Linked DNA regions of Mus musculus: all the other regions are linked to region 1. Evidence: chromatin contacts called from public HiChIP or PLAC-seq and promoter capture Hi-C data. All regions are on one chromosome and are shown on one strand. Each heading gives the region's core, a stretch centred on a gene start, on an enhancer-like site or on the middle of the called end of the contact. The rest is flanking DNA. Distances are from core to core; before and after follow the strand shown.

Region 1 (4,179 bases), core at 238-2,737:
TTCCTTCTCAGTTCTGCTGAAGCTGGTCAAGGCATCAGGAAGTCCCCTCATAGCCCAGTTTGGGAGGTGGGAGGATACCGTGTTAGCTGGGCTAAGGTTCGAAGAGGTAAAGCAGTCAGGAAGCCAGACCAACCTAATTGGATCCAAGCAGCAAGACAATATCATCAATTAAACTGCACTTAACATTCATGAGACTACTCCCTTCCAAGGGACAGAAATGCTGAACACTGCAGGGACTAGACAGAGTGCTATTTATCTTTGTATCCTTGGTGTCTGGCTCACTGCCTGGCACATGGTAGGCACTCAATAAATGACTGGTGAATGAACTGCCTAGTGAAGGGACAACATGAAAGGAATGGGGGGCATCCAAGGCGAAGAAAGGCATTTGGAAGGAATTTTACATCTCTCTCTACCCTTGAGTTTCCCTTCACTTCAACCTTGGCTTCTTCATCTACACACACACACACAAACACACACACACCCCTAGCTTTTCCATAAGATTCTAGAAACCAACCACCCATCTCTAGAAGCCTCAGTTCTTTGTTCTCAGCTTCCGAAGAAGTCTGTCTTCTGCAGGTTTTGAAACCATGACAAGCATTCTGTGTGTTGGAAGAACACAATGGTGATTTGAGACAATCTTCACTTTTCCCCGTGTTCCTTCAAGTAGTGATGTGTACCCGGATTCTGAACCTTTTCACAGTAAGGATAATATACTACCAATGTTAGTCACTCCCTCCGTGGCAGCTTATTTACCCCGGTAGCTCCTCTGGACTCTGCAGAAGACACTTACCAAACTACTTTGCAAAAGATTAAAATCTAATTAAAACTCCAAGGTATGCCGGGCGGTGGTGGCCCACGCCTTTAATCCCAGGACTTGGGAGGCAGAGACAGGCGGATTTCTGTGTTCGAGGTCAGCCTGATCTACAGAGTGAGTTCCAGGACAGCCAAACAGAGAGGACCCCTGTCTCGAAAACACACACACACACACACACACACACAAGGTTTGAGAAAGAGGAAGGTCCTGTCTTGGCCAAGACTTCCCCTAGGAAGGCACTAGGCGGGAAGACAGAACTGAGATTATTCAGCAGGGTTCGTCTCTACTCGTGCGCTCCCCTTAGAAGCTCAAAAACCAGACAAGGCGAGTCGGGCTCGGAATGGCACGGGTGAAACATGCCGGAAGACCGCCTGCTCACTGTCAATGCCTCCCAGTCCTACATGATACAGAGCAAGGCGAAGGATTCCAAACGCATCTCCCTACCCGTGTGTGCGCCTCAACTCTCGGACTCACGGCCTCGTCACCCACAGAGACCGCGTCAGTCAGAGGCCAGGGGATTATCCCGGCTCTCGGAGGGCGACACAGCCTCGGCAGGCCAAGAGAGGTCCGGAATTCCGAGCCTTATGGCTTCGCTCCATCCCCAAGGCGCCCCAGATCTCACTCACCCGAACTCCACCTTCACACATAAGGGCGCCGCCATGTTTAGGAAACCAAACTAGCAGGACACGCCCTTTAACTTCCGGAGCGCCCGTTTATTTCCGGTCGCCACCAGGAAGCGTAAACGGAAGAGGCGGTACGGGGTGGGGCGAAATCCGTTCGTTACTGCTCAGCTATTGGACGAAGGCACCCGCTCAGTGGGCTGCGGAATTGATTGTCTACATTATTTGCGGACCTGGCCAAAAAAAAAAAAAAAAAAACCGAGCAGGAAGGGACTTCCTGAAGAAAGACGTCTAAGGGGAAATTCATCAGCATCCGATGACATGATTGTGAGCCACGTACTGTTGATCTTTCATTGGCTACAAATCTGTTTTTAAGCCACGCATGGTGGCACACGCCGTTAATCCTAGCCCTCAGAAAGGCAGAGACGGTGGATTATGTGAGTGCCAGGCCAGCCTGATCTACGTAGGGAATTACAGGACACCCAGGGTTCAAAAACAAAACAAAACCAAAAACAACAAAGAACCCACAAACAAGAACCCTGTCAACCCAGCTAACATCGCTTAAGGGAGTAAAACGAGGTAACTCCAAATTCTTGTTTCTGACCCTGTTGTCTCTCTCCGGAGCTGCCATCTTACTATGCAAACATCTGTGTCAGATGATGAATTGTATGTCTTCTACTCCACGGTTACTGAGTTAACAATGTGTCTGGCAGATTGGTCCTGTGGAGAGTCAGTAATAACGGCTGTAACTGAAGTTCTTGTCTCTAGGTCTCTCCGTGTAGCAGGGAGACGGGGAGACAGCCGTAATCAAATGTACAAACCATGCTAATAAATGTGAAATCCTAAACTGAAATAAATTTTCCGATGTTAGAAAATTAGAATTATAGAGATTTGTGAAAAAAACGCTAGGGCTGTGGAGATGGCTCATCTGATAAAGTACTTGCTGGGCAAGTGTAAAGATCAAAGATAAGATCCCCAACCCAAGTGAAATGATGGTTAGCATGGCAATACCAGAGCTAGGGAGGTGACGATGGCTTCCTCAGGGCAAGCTGGCAACCTACACTAGCCAATGAGCAAGCTCTGAGTTCCAGAAAGACCCTGCCTCAATACATAAAATAGTGGACTACAGAGATGGCCCAGAGGTTAATAGCACTAGCTACTATTCTAGAGAACCCAGGGTTGGTTCCCAGCACCCACATGGCAGTCCTCAACTTTAACTCCAGTTCCAGTTACATATATTCAGGCAAAAACCAGTACACTGAACCGGATGGTGGTGGCACATGCCTTAAATCCCAGCACTTGGGAGGCAGAGGCAGATGGATTTCTGAGTTCGAGGCCAGCCTAGTCTACAAAGTGAGTTCCAGGACAGCCAGGGTTACACAGAGAAACCCTGTCTAGAAAAACAAACAAAAAACAAAAACAGTACACTGAAAAATATAAATCATATATATATTGGAGAATGATGATTTAGGAATACACCCACATCCACAAACATGAAGAAAAAAAAAGATAAGAAAAATGTCAACTGGAGATGTAGCCCAATGGTACAGTGCTTGCACCTGCTCAAGGGTCTGGGTTTGGTCACAGTACCAGGTGGTATACATATGAGAAATACCAAAGTGGACTGTCTGGGCTCTAAATTTTTATTAGAGTTAGCCAGGTAGTTATGAGGAGAACATAAGTTGCAAACTAACTGGAATATCGAGGGAGCAAATTGGAGAGCAGAGAGCTTGGCCAATGGTAAGGCTAAAAATGTAGGCAGGAGGCCAGGCCGTGGCGGGACACACCTTTAATCCCAGCTCAGGAGGCAGAGGCAGGCAGGTCTCTTGAGTTCCAGGACAGCCAGGGCTACACAGAGAAACCCTGTTTTGAAAAAGCAAAACAAAACAAAAAAGTAGGCAGAGCCAAGCTATGTCTTGTAAAGTCTGGGAGAGAAGGAAGGCTATTGAAGCCCTGAGGAGGAGGGATGGAACTGTTCTAAATGCATTTTTTGGGGGGGGGGGGGTGTAGGAGTTGGCAAATTACCTGCCTAGAATACACAACGCCCTGGGGTTGGACTCCAGCGATGCAGAAATCAGTGGCTATGCTGTTGTCTACCTGTGATCCAAGCATGCAGAAGTAGAAGTGCACGGTAACCCTCAATTAGGGAGGAGATACTGCCTAGAAAAGGGAAGGAAAGGCATGATGGCAAAGGCCTTCATGCCAGCACTCAGCAAGCAGAAGCAGACTTGTCTCTGTGTTGAAGGCCAGGGCTATGTAGAGAAACCTTGTTTTAAAAATAACATGTCTCAGGCTGGAGAGATGGCTCAGCAGTTAAGAGCACTGACTGCTCTGCCAAAGGTCCTGAGTTCAATTCCCAGCAACCACATGGTGGCTCACAACCATCTGTAATGAGATCTGCTGCCCTCTTCTGGTGTGTCTGAAGAGAGCAATGGTGTACTCATATACATAAAATAAATAAATAAATCTATAAAAAAAATAATAACATATCTCAGGCTGGAGAGATGGCTCAGCAGTTAAGCACACTGGCTGCTCTTCCAGAGGCCCTGAGTTCAATTCTCAGCAACCACTTGGTGGCTCACAACCATCTGTAATGGGATCCAATGCCCTCTTCTGGTGTGTCAGAAGACAGCTACAGTGTACTCATATACATAAAATAAACCTTTAAAAAAATAAAATAACGGGGCTGGGGAGATGACTCAACGGTTAAGAGCACTGACTGCTCTTCCAAAGCTCCTGAGTTCA
Region 2 (3,968 bases), core at 1,235-3,734, 560 kb before region 1:
ATCTGGCCTTATCAGGAAAGACTGACTTAAGAGTTGGCCAGAAACCTAGGTTCAAATGTTGATTCTCACACACACACACACACACACACACACACACACACACACACACACACATCCTTCTAAGTAACTTTGCATGAGTGCCCTTCTCTGAATCCATGCCTTCCCATCCCTGAGATCCGGACTCTGTCACAGTTCAACTGATAACTGCTGGGCTATGGGAACAGGGAACAGCAGCTAGGGTCCCTAAACCTCTGACCAATTCCTCAGGTTGTCTTACAGCAGATAAGACCCTCAGGCTTTCCTGAGGCCAGGGCTTCTAACCACAGCTCTCTCTATGCCCCACACCTCCCCTGCCCTTGGGATATGCTTCCTTAGGCCTGCTTACTAGAGTCTGTGCAGACCTGGCCCACTTCCCTCCCACCCTCTGCTCCAGTTGCAGGGACATTACTGCAGCTCCCTGAACACACTGTGCTGTCCTACTTCTGGACCCATACATACACACGTGGCTTCCCCCACCTAGGATGCTGCCTAGGTGAACTCAAAAAACAAAAGCTAAGAGGCAGCACAGCCACAATCACAAGGGTGAGAGCCTGCTGAGATGTGTGACTGGGACATGGTGACCCACTGGCTAGTGTAAGTAGCTGTGTGGGGCCTCTCTTTGCCCTCTGTACTTTAGGGTAGTGACAAGGTCTCCATAACCTACTGTCTTGAGTGTAGCAATGTAGGACACGCCACAGGACTCAGGCATGAAGGAAGCATGTTCAGTGTAGTGAGCGACATCAAGTGCAGGGGTACCTTGCCAGATATCCTCGGGCTCAACCAGCCCCCACAGCACACACAGCCTTGTATGTGTTATGGTGTTCACAGCTGCAGGCTCTTCTCACCTGAAAGGCCATGAGCCCTCCAAGAAGCTACTCTGACGCCAAGGACGGAGAGTCGGGAAGCTGTGGAGACCCCAGTCAGGTCTCTCCCCTTCACCAGGCCTGTTTTCCCTCCTCAGGGGCAGAGACTTTCCATAGAACAAGAGTGCAGGGACTTCATCATTCCAAACCCCGAGCTGGCCCAGGGCCTTGCACCCGGGAGATGCTATGCTAAGGGAATGCAGAATGAATGGATGGATGGGTGGTTGGGTAATGAACAGGCACTTTGATAGGGCCCATCCCTGGACTGCCACACCTTAAGTATAACCCAGAACACCCAGAGGCAAAGTTCTCCTGGCCTGTGGCCCTGTGTTCTCAGCAGACCCAAGTTCTCAGGCCCTCTACCCAAGAGGACAGGCCCTTCCTGGACAACCAGAGGCCAGCAAGGGGGCCCCGGCTGCTCAGCAACAAACATTTATCCAGGGAGGGTGCTGGCAAGCTAGAGAGATAAACTACAGGTATTTACTGGGTGTCCACTGTGGGCCAGGCTCTGTGCCCAGCACCTCTTAGGCCTGTGGTCATTTGAGTCACACACCATTACAGAAAGGAGACACTGTACTTGGAGCCACTTAAGATGAAGTGACTGGAGGGGTGGTGCCTACCCTGGAGCCCGGAAACGTCTCACCCCAAGGCCTAAGCTCCGCTCCGCTCCACTCTATGGAGCCGAGCCGGAACTTCAGAACCATGGCTAATGGACCTTCCCACCAGAGAGGCGGGCACTCCCAGAGGCGTGTCAGATGGAAGCTCTTACAAGTCAGGCTCCCAGGGGCTGCATGCCCCCTTGGCGGCTGGCCTCTGCCGCGCTGCTCAGGGCGTGGCGCCGCAAATTCTCCCAAACCTGGCCTGGGTTTGCACACTCCCTGCAACTGGGAGCTTTCTCCAGTGAGCAGCCCGCAGCGTAGTGAAGGAAACTGTCACTCCCTGCACAGCCGAGCAGGAGTGCGGCCTCTCTGGCTCGGGGGAGGGCGGGGCACAAGGGACAAAGTCCAGGCCCAGATCCTCGCCCGCCCTATCCAGACCCTCCCCCGGCCCAGGACAGCCCACCAGCACCCCGGGACCCCGGAGAGCGACTCGGCCGCGCAGCCGCAGAGCACACGAGCGAGCCGCTCGCAATTTCTCCCTGCTCATCGCCGCCTCACTGCGCCTGCGCGGCGCGCGCGCCGGCCGAGCCCCTCCAAGGCTCGCTGTTTGACAGTTCCCACCGCGGTTCCAAGGCGCCCCGAAGGCGGTCCGCGCGGCCCGGAACGCCCGGGGCTGTGGCGGCAGCTCGAGGAGAACGTCCTCGGAGCCGGGGCAGGCTCTTACCTGCAGGGTATTCGACGTGGGTGAGGGTCACTGGCCGCCATGAAGCGGGGAGCGAGCACTGTCCGTCCGCTGCCATCTTACCCGGAGACCGGGCTTCGCAGAGCAGCCAATGGGGAGCAAGGGGGGCGGTGGTCCTGACCTATCACGCCGGGGAGACGCCACGCACCCAATCCGAGGCCGATTGCAGGTAGTGGCGCAGCCATTCAGTGTGCAGGTCGTGAGGCTGGCCCGTGCGGCGAATCAGAGAGCGGGGACTCGCGCAGCTTTGCCAGTGTCCAATCCCGTGCGAGTTCAGGTAGTTGACTAACCAATCAAGAGAATGGAGCACTCGCAGCGCAGGACAGAGCGCAGAACAGCCAATCAAAAGGTAAGCTTAGCTCGGCGTGTGGGAAGGGCGAGCCAATCAGGCGCTATCTCGGGGGGCGTGTTGTACTTTGGTGGGAGCTTTGGTTAGGCTGGCACCTGCGCCCAGAGTTAAAGCTCCTGAGAACCCAGAGCGCAGTGGAGGAGCAGCCTCAGCACCACCGGGTCTCAACCGACCCATTTGGAAAACAAAAATGTGTTCCTCACTATGAAGGCTAGGCTTGCCCCAGCATCATTCTGCCTCGTCCTCCAGGTTCTGGCTTCCTGTCCATAAATGTAAACTGAAGTCAAAGACCTAGTGCAGTTTTTTATTGCCCTTTACTGACAGACAAGAGGTGCAGTTCCGCAAAGGAACTTTTCTGTTAAAAAAAAATTATTGGTCCTCACTTCTGGGATGTAGCACATATTGTAGATATCTTAGATGGGATGCTATACGTTTCAATTACGCCGTAGCGTAGTGAGGCCACTTGGGACCATTTTCAGTATAATCCAGATGTTCCATCTACCCTTCTCTGTTTCCCCATTCTTGAAGAAACATTCTTGAAGAAACAGCCACACCTCCCACCCACGTCCCCTTTCTGAACCAACTCTCTCCAGACAGACCTACTTACTGTCTAGGCCAGATTCCAATTCCTCAAATTTCTCTGCAAGGAATGGGCACACACACTCCTGCCCCATTTGCCTGGCCCAGGCTGACTTGTCAGTTCATAGCTTCAGGTTCTGAAAATTAAGAGAAGGGCCTCCACAGAAGCAGGGGGATCTCTGTGAGTTGGAAGCCAGTCTGGGCTACCTCAGAAAGGGGGTGGGGGAGTTCCAGTGGTCTCCCACAATTGCACCTCCTTTGCCTACCTCATCTCTGGCTACACTTGACTGTAATTATTTCCTTGTCTGCCTCTGCCAGTATGCAACGGTTCTCTGACCTCTGACTAAGGCCCAGAGCATGTACAGTAAAAAAATAAAAATAAAAGCAGGTTCCGGGTCTGCCTTAGACCTGGGGGTACCCAGTAGGTCTAGGTTGGAGCCTTGGCCCTCCATATTCTATGTTCTGAGGTCACTAGCTACAGTGGCTTAGTCTGGCAGCCCGTGGAAGCCAGAATTGTAGGTTACTCTAAGTAGGCTGGGGACTCAGAATCCCCCAGTGGTGTTCAGCTTGTCTTCCGTCTCCCTACCCAGCCTGAACTTATCCAGCTGGGCCCACCTCCTAGTCACCTGCCCTTAGCTCTCTCTCTCAGGCAAAGTCATTATTAGCCTTTGAAAGAAAGAGGTGTGAGACGTGGTCATGAGCTTCCTAGAATAGTTCTCTGAGAGAGAGGGCACCCATGGAAGGTCAGGCTGCCTTGCCCTTCTTCAGAGTCCCAGAAACACAGAGAGAGCATCCCT
Region 3 (3,799 bases), core at 4-2,503, 580 kb after region 1:
TCTCGCTGTTAACTCGTTTAATTCATGGTTTCTCGTGGTGTGGGTGACAGGGAGTGGACTGCGGGTGGCCCACACAGAGACCTTCCTATTGGGCTGTAGCGGGAGGAGCACAGTATGCTCTGTCGGATGCTCAGGGCCTCTTTTGACAACTTGAACATTTTGTCTGTTCTGGCCTAGTGTGTTAAGGCAACTGTTAAACCTTGGCTCTTGGGGGGGGGGGGACGCTTTAGGAAGTTCCTGATCCTCAAGACAGGTCACTCCCATTGAACAAACACCCTCCAGACGATGAAGAGATACACCACCTTTTTAATAGCGCGCCCATCTCTAAACATGTAACTCAGATATTAATAAAAAACAAAATAGCCCAGCTTTCTCTGGAGATTGTGCTAATGCAACCTATTTTTTGTACACATTTTGCCAGACAGCTTTGTTCTTCTATGTCTCTAACTGCCCACCCCCTTAATTTGTTGCAGGTGCTGCTGCTAATGAACACATTCTCTCTCTTTTCTCTTCACAATGAAAGCCAAGCCTGAGCCCAGGTACCTGGATGAAGTGAGAGTTGAAGTCTCCGGAATTTCACAATAAGTGGCCAATGGCTATGAGCCAAGGTCAGCTGGCCCCCGTGCCTTGGCCCCATACCAGAGCAGAGGCAAATGGCCTCTCCAGTTAGCACCTCAGTGGCTTTTTGTATAGTCCATTCACAGGGTTGTTGTCACTTTCAGCCCATATGAAAAGAAATCTTTTTATTGGTCTGAGAGACCAAGTCCAGTCCCAAAGAGGGGACTGTGTCCATCTAACACGCCCACCTCCTGATTCCGTGTTATCTTCACCGTGCAGGCTGGTATGCGGTTGTGTGCAGCACGTCGCACATTAAGGGCCCTTTAAAGACCTGGATTGATTGGAAGGACAAAAATTAAAAGCAATCTGATCCAGCCCCATGCCGGATCCCTGCAGATTTCCTCCTTATCCCATTTCCATCCACTGTCACAATTTGAGAGTCTGCCCGATTTGATCAGCTTCACCTCCAGGGGAGGTGTAACACCAAGGTTAGGAGGACACCAAGTTACAGGCAACTTTTTGATCTGCCCATCAGCAGCCTGAGAAACGCTGGCTCTGGATTTTCTGTATCAGCCATTTGGAAAACACAAGCTCCCACTATTGGCAGACCTGCAGTGCTTAAGTCAACGGTACACCCCAGACACCACCGCCTGGCAGATGTGACATTTCCATGCTGAGGTCCCAAGTGCCCCCTGACCCCACCACCACTTCTCCAGTGCCGCTCTGGGCCCCACCCATTCGGACTGCGCAGCCATGCTGCGCCTGCTGGCTCTCTTCCTGCACTGCCTCCCGCTGGTCTCTGGGGACTATGACATCTGCAAATCCTGGGTGACCACAGATGAGGGCCCCACCTGGGAATTCTATGCCTGCCAGCCCAAGGTGATGCGCCTGAAGGATTATGTCAAGGTCAAAGTGGAGCCCTCAGGCATCACGTGCGGAGACCCCCCTGAAAGGTTCTGTTCCCATGTAAGTCACCCCATGGCTTCTCTATCACTGCATTGAGGGGTGGGGGACTGTGAGCAAAGACAGACCTGGGGGTGGCTGAGCAGAACCAGAGGGCCCTGCCTGATACAAGACCGACTCCAAGTCCCACCAGGGAAGATGCCAAAGCCAAGCTGCCCTGAGGACCGGGGGGCTGAGTGACATTTTGTGGGTGAAAGAAGTCTTGGCCAGCTGACCCTGGCATGGTTTCCTGCCAGGGATTGCACAGCAGTCCTAGTTCCTTGACTCAAAGCCAGCCCCTCCTCCTTTGCAGGAAGTCAGCATTCAGACCAGAGATCTGAATACTATCTGCAAGGTTACCCTCCAACCTGCATGGGTTCTCACCCCCTCCCCTTGCTCTAGTGGAGCACCCTCCCAACCTGCCCAGTCCAGCCTAGTACATAAGTAGCATTCATGATCCTAGCTCATGCCAGGCACTGACCAAGCATTTTGAAGGAGGAAGCAGGGGTGGGGAGATCAGGCTAGATAGACAGGACAGCATCTCAGCTGGTGCTATCCCCTAGTCAAGAGGTCAGCGCTGAGGCCTTGTCATGTGAGCTCCAAGAAGAAGGGGTCTTGGAGCTATCAGGAACTTCAGTGCTTAGGCAATGTTAACGAGGGCAGTGGGAATAGCAGCAGCGTTTGACAAGAGCTCAGGATGTGGGGTGGAAAGCCCAAGCAGTGTTACTCTACTGGGTTTTCCCCTGGGCTCCCCCAGGCTGATTCTACCTTAAACAACGTCAGAATGTTGAAATGGAGGGAAACGTTGAGACAGGTCTCAGGCCAGTGTCACCATCTCCGGGTTCTGCTCTATCAGCTGTAGGATGGGTGCAGCAACACAGTACATTAAGGGGTCAATGGCTCTGTGGATACAAGTTGTTCAAAATCAGAGTGGGCACAGAGAAGGTGTCCCAGACGTTAGCTTGTTCTGGTCATATGGATAGGGAAACTGAGGTGGGGGTGGGGTCTTCAGGGAAGGCCCTTGGCCAAGGTCACACAGCAGAAAGTGGTGATGCTGCTGAGTTAGGCTCAGCCTGCCTGACGCAGCTGCCTGTCCCTGGCAGAGGCTGGGCAGAGCAGCCAGAGGAGCAGGCAAGAGGGGTCCGATGTCACCCTGCAGGTGGCTGGTGCCTCTGCGTGTCCTTGGGGAAAGCTGGGTTTATTGCACAGTCAACCTGGTGTCCCCAGCCCAGACTCCTGAAAATGTCTCAGTCCCTTGGGGTGGCTTCAGTCACCATGCAGAGAGAGCAGCTAGCTCAGGAAGGCAGATCCCTACTTGGGCTTGTCAGTGGTGATGAGGCTGTCACTGTAGGTGGTGGCTGGGCCTGGGCCAGCTTAGAGAAGGGGAGGGAGTGAGGGAAGGAGAAAGAGAGAAGACAGCCCAGGGCTAGGAGCCAAGATTGGATTATGTATGGACATTGTCGAGCTTCGAAAGACCACGCTGGCTCAAGACAGGCAAAGGGCCCTGAAAGTTAGAGCTGAGGCTATAGAGCCTCCCATTCTGCATCCTTGTCTCAGCTCCTGTGGGAACTGCTTCAACCACACATTTCCCAGGCAGAGTCTCAACATGATTTTGTCTTTTAAATATTAATCATTGCCAGGGTTTGGGACAGTTCATGGGAATGGCTTCTATTCGAGTGTGTAGGAGCTACAGATGACCACCAGAAGCAAATATGGGGCCCTCTCCTGGTTTGTGACCTTGATGATGCTGAGCTCTGGGGTCTGGATAGGTGGGAAGTCCAGGAGGAACCTCTGAGCATTTTATCACTTGCTTGATGGCTGCAAACGTTCCATGACAGGCAGGTACAGCGTTGCCTTTGATTACAAGTGTGAGACTAGGGAGAATGAAGTGCCACAGGGGCAGGTGGAGGGCAGCCCTCAGAAGGTGCTGCAAGGTACACCCCAGTCTAATCCCTTTTTAAAGATTAGAAAGATTGCCTAAGTCATGCCAAGGTCAAGGAGCTTAGCAGGCAAACCAGAAACTCGTCTGTGGCCAGAGCGCGTGCTTATCCACCAGGGTTCGTGGCTTCCCTCTCTGAGCCTCCGTTTTCTTCCTGTTTCAATAAAACACGCTAATGTAGGTGTAACGTCACTGCGCTGGCAGGGAGACAGCTGGGCCAGGCACTAGCAAGCACGGGCACGGGGGAGTGCTTTAATGTGCAGTGGCCGTAATTATCTTACGTCACCATTGTTATCACTCCCTCCGTGGCTGCCTGGGTTTCTCTGCTTCCCTGGAGTATATTGCTTCACTCCAGCCTTG

Evidence for each region. Promoter capture Hi-C pulls out the DNA fragments that hold promoters and counts their contacts. HiChIP or PLAC-seq counts read pairs in DNA pulled down with a chosen protein or histone mark.
Region 2: a promoter capture Hi-C map of hippocampal neurons shows a contact between it and region 1, with 2.3 times the contacts expected there. The contact joins the promoter of Dolpp1 here to the promoter of Urm1 in region 1. A contact is called at or near these places in 3 of 39 promoter capture datasets (the HPC-7 cell line, hippocampal neurons and pre-B cells), 1 of 115 datasets of contacts at active chromatin or transcription factors (embryonic stem cells) and 1 of 9 other capture datasets (pancreatic islet).
Region 3: an H3K27ac HiChIP or PLAC-seq map of embryonic stem cells shows a contact between it and region 1, with 3 times the contacts expected there. The contact joins the promoter of Ntng2 here to the promoter of Urm1 in region 1.

Annotation. Positions count from the first base shown.
Region 1 is chr2:29,824,697-29,828,875 of GRCm38.p6, reverse strand. It overlaps Urm1 (ubiquitin related modifier 1), which reads right to left and starts at 1,487. Exons shown (of 5, transcript NM_026615.4): 1 at 1,441-1,487. The coding sequence starts at 1,475.
Region 2 is chr2:30,390,770-30,394,737 of GRCm38.p6, reverse strand. It overlaps Dolpp1 (dolichyl pyrophosphate phosphatase 1), which reads right to left and starts at 2,484. Exons shown (of 8, transcript NM_020329.4): 1 at 2,226-2,484. The coding sequence starts at 2,301.
Region 3 is chr2:29,245,553-29,249,351 of GRCm38.p6, reverse strand. Ntng2 (netrin G2) reads left to right here and starts at 1,253. Exons shown (of 7, transcript NM_133500.2): 1 at 1,253-1,524. The coding sequence starts at 1,312. 6530402F18Rik (RIKEN cDNA 6530402F18 gene) reads left to right here. Exons shown (of 2, transcript NR_029460.1): 2 at 474-3,799.